2 separate regions of the Mus musculus genome follow, and region 2 is linked to region 1. A link is a contact called in public Hi-C data. All regions are on one chromosome and are shown on one strand. The core of a region is the stretch at or near the end of the contact, and the rest is flanking DNA. Distances in the headings are between cores, read along the strand shown.

Region 1 (3,040 bases), core at 74-2,573:
AATAATTCACAACCTATTGCCATGACAGAGAATAAATCACACACTGAGGTTTAAGTCTGGCATCTGAATTCCAACTATTGAATTGGGCACATTTTCACCAGATAGCTTTGCAAGGGGCCTATGGTGTCAACTACCAGGGTCAAACTGTTAACCAGATAGAAATTACCTTTCTGAAGTGGTTTTAAGCATAGACCTCAAGAGGATATCTCTATATATAGTCTTTAGTACGATGAATATTAATTGGCCATATTCTGGTGTCTAAAACTCTGAACGAAATGTGGGAGTCCATCTGTGGGAGTGAAGTTAGCCTGCATCATCTCTTCCACACAAGGTGAACCAGTCTTCATAGCACCTTCACAACTCAGCAACTTTCCTGAGCACTGAACCCACGGAACCAGATCTTGGCTCTGTACTATATATACATCTGTCTTTTTTTTCTATCTAGAGATAAATAAGTAATCCCCTCCAAGTTCAAGTCTTGTGCTATCCTATTTTCAGAAAAATGGACATGAAGTTTTCCTTGATACATGGGTATGAGAGGCCTTATCTGTGTCTCCGGATACATAAAGTGCATGTTGTTCCTTCATTTCTCCACACTATCAGGCCAAACAGGGAAGACATGCTTCCTTACCTCCAGTTTATTGGGCTGAACAGGCTCAGGAGATGACTAGAGAGATACACAATGCATCCAAACTCTACTGGGCTTCATTCAGAGAGATGTCTGCTGACACACACTCTTACCTTTGCTGGATGTACTGCAAAGAGTTTCTGCTTACACAGGAGCATTGGGAAACCCCAAACTCCCTGGACTTGTGGAATTTGCAGTGCAGGCTCCCAGAGTCAGCACTGACCCAAACCTCTTAGCTTATCTGTCTGCTGCCCACATATCTTAGGCAAATAGCCCTGGGGTAGAGGGGAGAACAAACACTGAAGAGAGAAAACAAAGATGCTTAGCACTGTGACTTGGGTGTATTAAGCCAGTTAATCTTACACAGGCAAAGACTGAGGAGCCTGAGCAGAGGTGGGGGTAGTGTGGGGAAAGTCACACAGGCCAGGCACCATACGAGGGCTGAGCTCTAATTTAGCTAGAACAGCTAATGATTTTAATGATTTGTTGTGATCTCAAAACAACAGTTAAACGATAAATCCACACCATTCAGGCTTTTATGATGCTTGGCTTCATTTAGTAAATAGTGTGGGTTGGGGGCTTAGGTTGAACATTTGAGATTATTTTGTTGTAAAGACACCCACATTTAAATAATAAAAAACCAAGCGCCAGGTCCCCAGGAGCAACTGGCTCCCAAACCCTGTGAAGGTGAAATGGAAAGACGTCCTTGAAAACAACCCAAAGGTTTGCTCAACTGCCTCTGCTGTGTGTTCTGGGCAGAAAGCAAACAAGCACAGAAAATTGAAAGTTGATTGTTTTCCATCTTAGTTTGAGGCTCCAGTCCAGGGGGAGAATGCAGTTCCTGGTGTTTTGATACTCTGGGGGAAAGTCTGATCATGCCTCTAGATTGAAAAGCCAAAGAAGTTCCCACTGCTGTATACAGAGGCAAGTGTCATGTTTAGAGTTTTCTTCATACAGTAAGGACCCAGAACTGTCAAAATAATGACCAGGAAATTTGACAATCTGGAATCCTCTACTATTAAAGGCTTACATATATCTGTGGCATGTTGAACGCTATGATTTAAATAAAGATTCTTAGACCCTTGATAGAATCATCAACTAAGAACCCAATTTACCCAAACTTTCTTTAATGTTTGTTTGTTTGTTTGTTTGTTTGTTTTTGATTGATACTGGCTTTTTCTGGAAAGACAGCCTACCCTGTGGTAGATTAACTCAGAAAATTCTGGAAAATTTGAGATGCCCATACCCCAGGTGACACTGTCTATAGATAGTGGTTCTATTGTCACTTCCACACCTTTAACCCTTATTCTGCTGACTCTTTCCTTCCTATTCTAAACTTTGAAGTTCATCCCATTAAATCATGTCCTCTCATACTGTCCTCTACAAAGATCAAAATGATGAATTAAGGTTCCTTGTTGCTTGATTTTTAGCCCTTTTAAAGCTCCTGCTCCTTCGTTTGTGTGTAGACTTGCCTGTGGAAACTAGAGGCCAACATCAAGTGTTTTCATCAGTTACAAGCCACTATATTTTAAAAACTAATTTGTCTCAACTGTTTGACCAGTGATCTCTAAGGATTCTCCTGTCTCTACCTCTTCAGCATTGGGATTGTAGGTGTATGCCACTACACACAGCTCCATACACAGTTGCTAGGGATCAAACTCCGGTCCCCATGCTTGTAAGGAAGACACTTTACTGACTGGCCATTTCCCCAGCCCTTTTGTGGTGTCCTCTCCAATACAACCTGTCACAATTCTTCTTGATTTCAGCATGCAGGGAACAGTGTTTTCCATATCCATTTGCTCTTCTCAATATGCCAGTCCTCCCGGGACCCCAAGGTCAATAGCTACATCTCTTCCTTGGTGTAAATGTAAAACATTCTGTAATCCAACAGTACTCTTCTGTCTTTCCAAGACATTCTCAATCGCCACAGCTTCACCAATCCTTCCCTCAAAACTTGCCAAACTACCCTTGAAAGTCTATTGAGCCCATGAACTTCAATATCTTTTACTGTTTTGTGGAATTATTTTCTTAGCATGGGCTTAAATTCCATGATGAACAATTATCATCAGCCCCCTGCAATAGTCTCTGTGCTCTTTTCTCTCCACCATAATCACCCAGCAGAAGTCCATGCAAGCATTTAAATGTTTCTGGGGAAAAGTATCAAATTTTGCTAAATATATTCATGACCATAACTAAGCTCTTGGTTCTCAACACAATTTTCTGCCAAAGTTTTTTTTTTTTTCTTTTTCCCTCTTCTTTCCTAGGTAGCCATTTCATTCTTTGTTGTCTTTTGTGATTTCCATTTTTTCCTCCCCACTTGTCTTTGACAAATGACCTTGGTCTCTTCTCAAAGAAGACACCAGAATGTATCAGAAAAACATTCCCAACCACTTACCTGCACCCACTGTTGCA
Region 2 (3,034 bases), core at 360-2,859, 210 kb before region 1:
GAAGATGTCGGCACTATAAGACTATTCAGATGGGTGGAATAGGGTGTTTTTGAGAATCTGAAAGGAAATCAGTCTTAAACCAAGAGGAAGAAGAAGAAATAGCAGATGGAAATTACATAAAGGAAGAGAGGGACAGAGTAGGAAAGGGATCAAACATGTGTGGTTTCTTGGGCATATGTAACCTGAGAGAGAAGCACAAAAGAAGCTGCTAGAGATGGGAGGGCACTGTGGTTCCTTCCAACACAGAAGCATCCTTTCAGTGCATGAGATAAACCAGAGGGGTCCTAAATCTCCACTAGTGGTAATCTGAACTCTAGTTTTTATCCTAGGTGTTATGAAGTCTGGAGCACTCACTCAAAGCATTGCTGAAACTTGAGGATACTCATCACTGGCACTTTCTGATAATTAATTCCTTCTTCAGAAAGTTTATTTCAGTTTTAAAATCTTTTCTCAACTTCATTGTCTAGTTCTTGACACAGTCCACCATGTCAATGAAAATCCTTTTTATCTCCTCGCCTCTCCTCCCCTCCCCTTCCCTCCCCTCCCCTTCCCTGTCCTCCCCTTCCCTCTCCTCTCCTCTCCTCTCCTCTCCTCTCCTCTCCTCTCCTCTCCTCTCCTCTCCTCTCCTCTCCTCTCCTCTCCTCTCCTCCCCTCCCCTCCCCTCCCCTCCCCTCCCCTCCCCTCCCCTCCCCTCCCCTCCCCTACCTTTTCCTTCCCTCCCCTCCCCTCCCCTTTCCTACCCTCCCCTTTCCTACCCTCCCCTTTCCTCTCCTCTCCTCTCCTCACCCTTACCTTCCCCTCTCTTCCCTCCCCTCCCAACTCCTTTCATCTCTTTTCTCCTTATCCCCTTTCTCTCTTTTCTTCCTTCCTACTCCTTCCCTCTTCCATCATATAATATACAAGGGAGAGGGTATATATGAATTGCAATTTTTTAAAAGAGTGCTTTGTTGAGCTTTGAAGGGAAAAAAAACAAGAACAGATAACATGCATAGAGTTATTAAAGCTGCTAAGATCTTTTACATTTCAAAGGCCTGTTAAGTGTGTGTCAGCTTTGGTGAACAGCTTTAGAATTCTAACAAGCAACTTTCACAAAGTGTTATTAGGAGTCATAAGTTTTATTTTCTTCTCTAATTCTTCTTTAAAAAAATTTTTGTCCCTCTGTGGTGAGGAGGGACCGAGACTATGTATCTTTAAATAATAAAACAAATTGTAATATTCTCATAAATACCATCCTTGGCCCTGCTGTTGCAAACTTTAACAGCCCAGCAGCTAGAGAAGCAGGCAGGGCAAACAATACAAGAGTCATTATTGTAACTAAATTAGACCGTTTGTTTTCTTTCCCTCAAATCAAATTGTGTAGGAGCTGCTTTATTGCAAAACAGACATTAAAATTCCAGCAAGACCTCAGAGAGAAAGTAATTTCTATTTTATCAGTGCTGTAAAGCTGTCTTTATGTTCTGAAGCAGGAAATACTGCGAGGATATTTATAGCTTCAGCTCCAAAGCCAGTTTGAATAGAAATGTTAGCGGTCGCCAGGCTGTCATGCCGCTTGGCGGAGCAGGGAATTTCAGAGAATTTGTGAATTACTGCTGTGGTCTTGACAAGTCTCTCAGTGAAGCTGGTGTGTGTGTCTGGAGCTGTGTGGTGTTAGTGGAGATAATGATTAAATACTTGGATTGGCTTAAATGGGAGATTTAAATGATATTCTAGAGCTAATCGTTTTCACTCATCGAGTTGTCCTGGAGCAGAGATGAGATTTCGAACTTTCCACTCCTTGTGCTTGGAGTCCAGGACCCATGTTTTGCCTCTCATGGCTGCTCCCTCCTCCACCTCTAAGCCTTGAGATGTTCGCCCAGCCCAAGGCTCCTTAGTTAGTGTTGTTCACTGAGTTTTGACAGCTATCTACTCTCTTGCTTCTTCCTCATGGTCTGTTGAGTTGATTCATCACTGTAACCCATGTTTACCTCTGGTGTGATAGACTCTTGGATTCCATCAGCATTATCTACTGCTACAATTGAGGAGTGTGCTTGCTTTTCCAGGGTAAAAATTGAAGCCTCCGGAGAGGAACTGGTGGAATGCTGGGTTTCCTCATGTCCATTCCAGGTGTTTTCACCCTCCCTTCTGTGTCTTATCTGGAGCAAAAGAAGCTTCATTATGGAGGTCTAGCCAGTCCTTGGAGTTTCTGAAACTCTGGCAACAAATACAGATGTTATATAGCTCCAGGGTGACCTTGTGCAGGATGCAAGCTATGCTGAGCCTGAGCACCTCTCTGCTCTGAAAGTCATAAGCATTGTGGGTAACGAGAGTTGCTCAAGATGTCCACCAGTCTTCAAAATGAAGGGCCTTGTGGAATGCAAAAGACTTTGCTTTCTTCTCATAGGTCAAGGGTTCAATTTATGCTATGATGTTCATCACCTGACTACTAAGGTCAAAGACAAGTTTTAATTCCCTACAGAGCAATCACATACTGTGGATTTGCTCAGAAACACACCAGGAATTGTGGAATGAAGAGTCTGTCTCTGCTCATAAGCAGAATTTGGTGAGAGATAGAGATACTTTTAAAATCTAAGTTGAGATAGAACTCCCTGTCTTGGGGAGTGTCCAACTGCAAGGGAATGTATTTGTGTGCTGTACTCAGTTTTGAATCCTAGAAATTCAGGACTGAACCCTGCACATCTCTGGTGCAATCCACCACTGCAAACTCAGGCACTTCCCCTCTGGCCCTGTTGTCTTGCCTCTTCATTTTTGTCAGCCCAAATGGAGCCAGCAGCCCCTCTGGCTATGCTGAACTTGGATGTAGCCTAGACAGGCTAAGATCAGAAGCACAGGTCATGCAGCAGATTTCAAAGACATATTCACAAAATCTATGAACTAACTCAAAAGGACTTTTAGATAAATTACACAGTAAATGTATAATCTATATAGAATCAATAGACATTTTAACAATAATTTTACAGGCTTTAAAAGAAAATCTGATCACTAGGAGTTTTCTAGGGGGAATATGTAGACTTGTGGGTATACTAAGTGTCTGAAT

The links. A called contact is a pair of places that touch in the nucleus more often than the background predicts.
Region 2: a contact with region 1 is called in a Hi-C map of uterus, with 1.8 times the contacts expected there. The contact joins two enhancer-like sites. A contact is called at or near these places in 5 of 484 Hi-C or Micro-C datasets (epidermal suprabasal cells, nephron progenitors and uterus).

The regions. Positions count from the first base shown.
Region 1 is chr1:193,932,389-193,935,428 of GRCm38.p6, reverse strand. No RefSeq gene overlaps it. Among named protein-coding and RNA genes, the nearest start is that of Gm31870, 280 kb to the right of the region's middle. Within about 2 kb of position 1,323, at least 11 of the 459 cell types and tissues checked have an H3K27ac peak or open chromatin away from gene starts, as enhancers often do. A contact at or near this core is called in uterus, where this site is marked.
Region 2 is chr1:194,147,411-194,150,444 of GRCm38.p6, reverse strand. No RefSeq gene overlaps it. Among named protein-coding and RNA genes, the nearest start is that of 4930503O07Rik, 74 kb to the left of the region's middle. Within about 2 kb of position 1,609, at least 18 of the 459 cell types and tissues checked have an H3K27ac peak or open chromatin away from gene starts, as enhancers often do. A contact at or near this core is called in uterus, where this site is marked.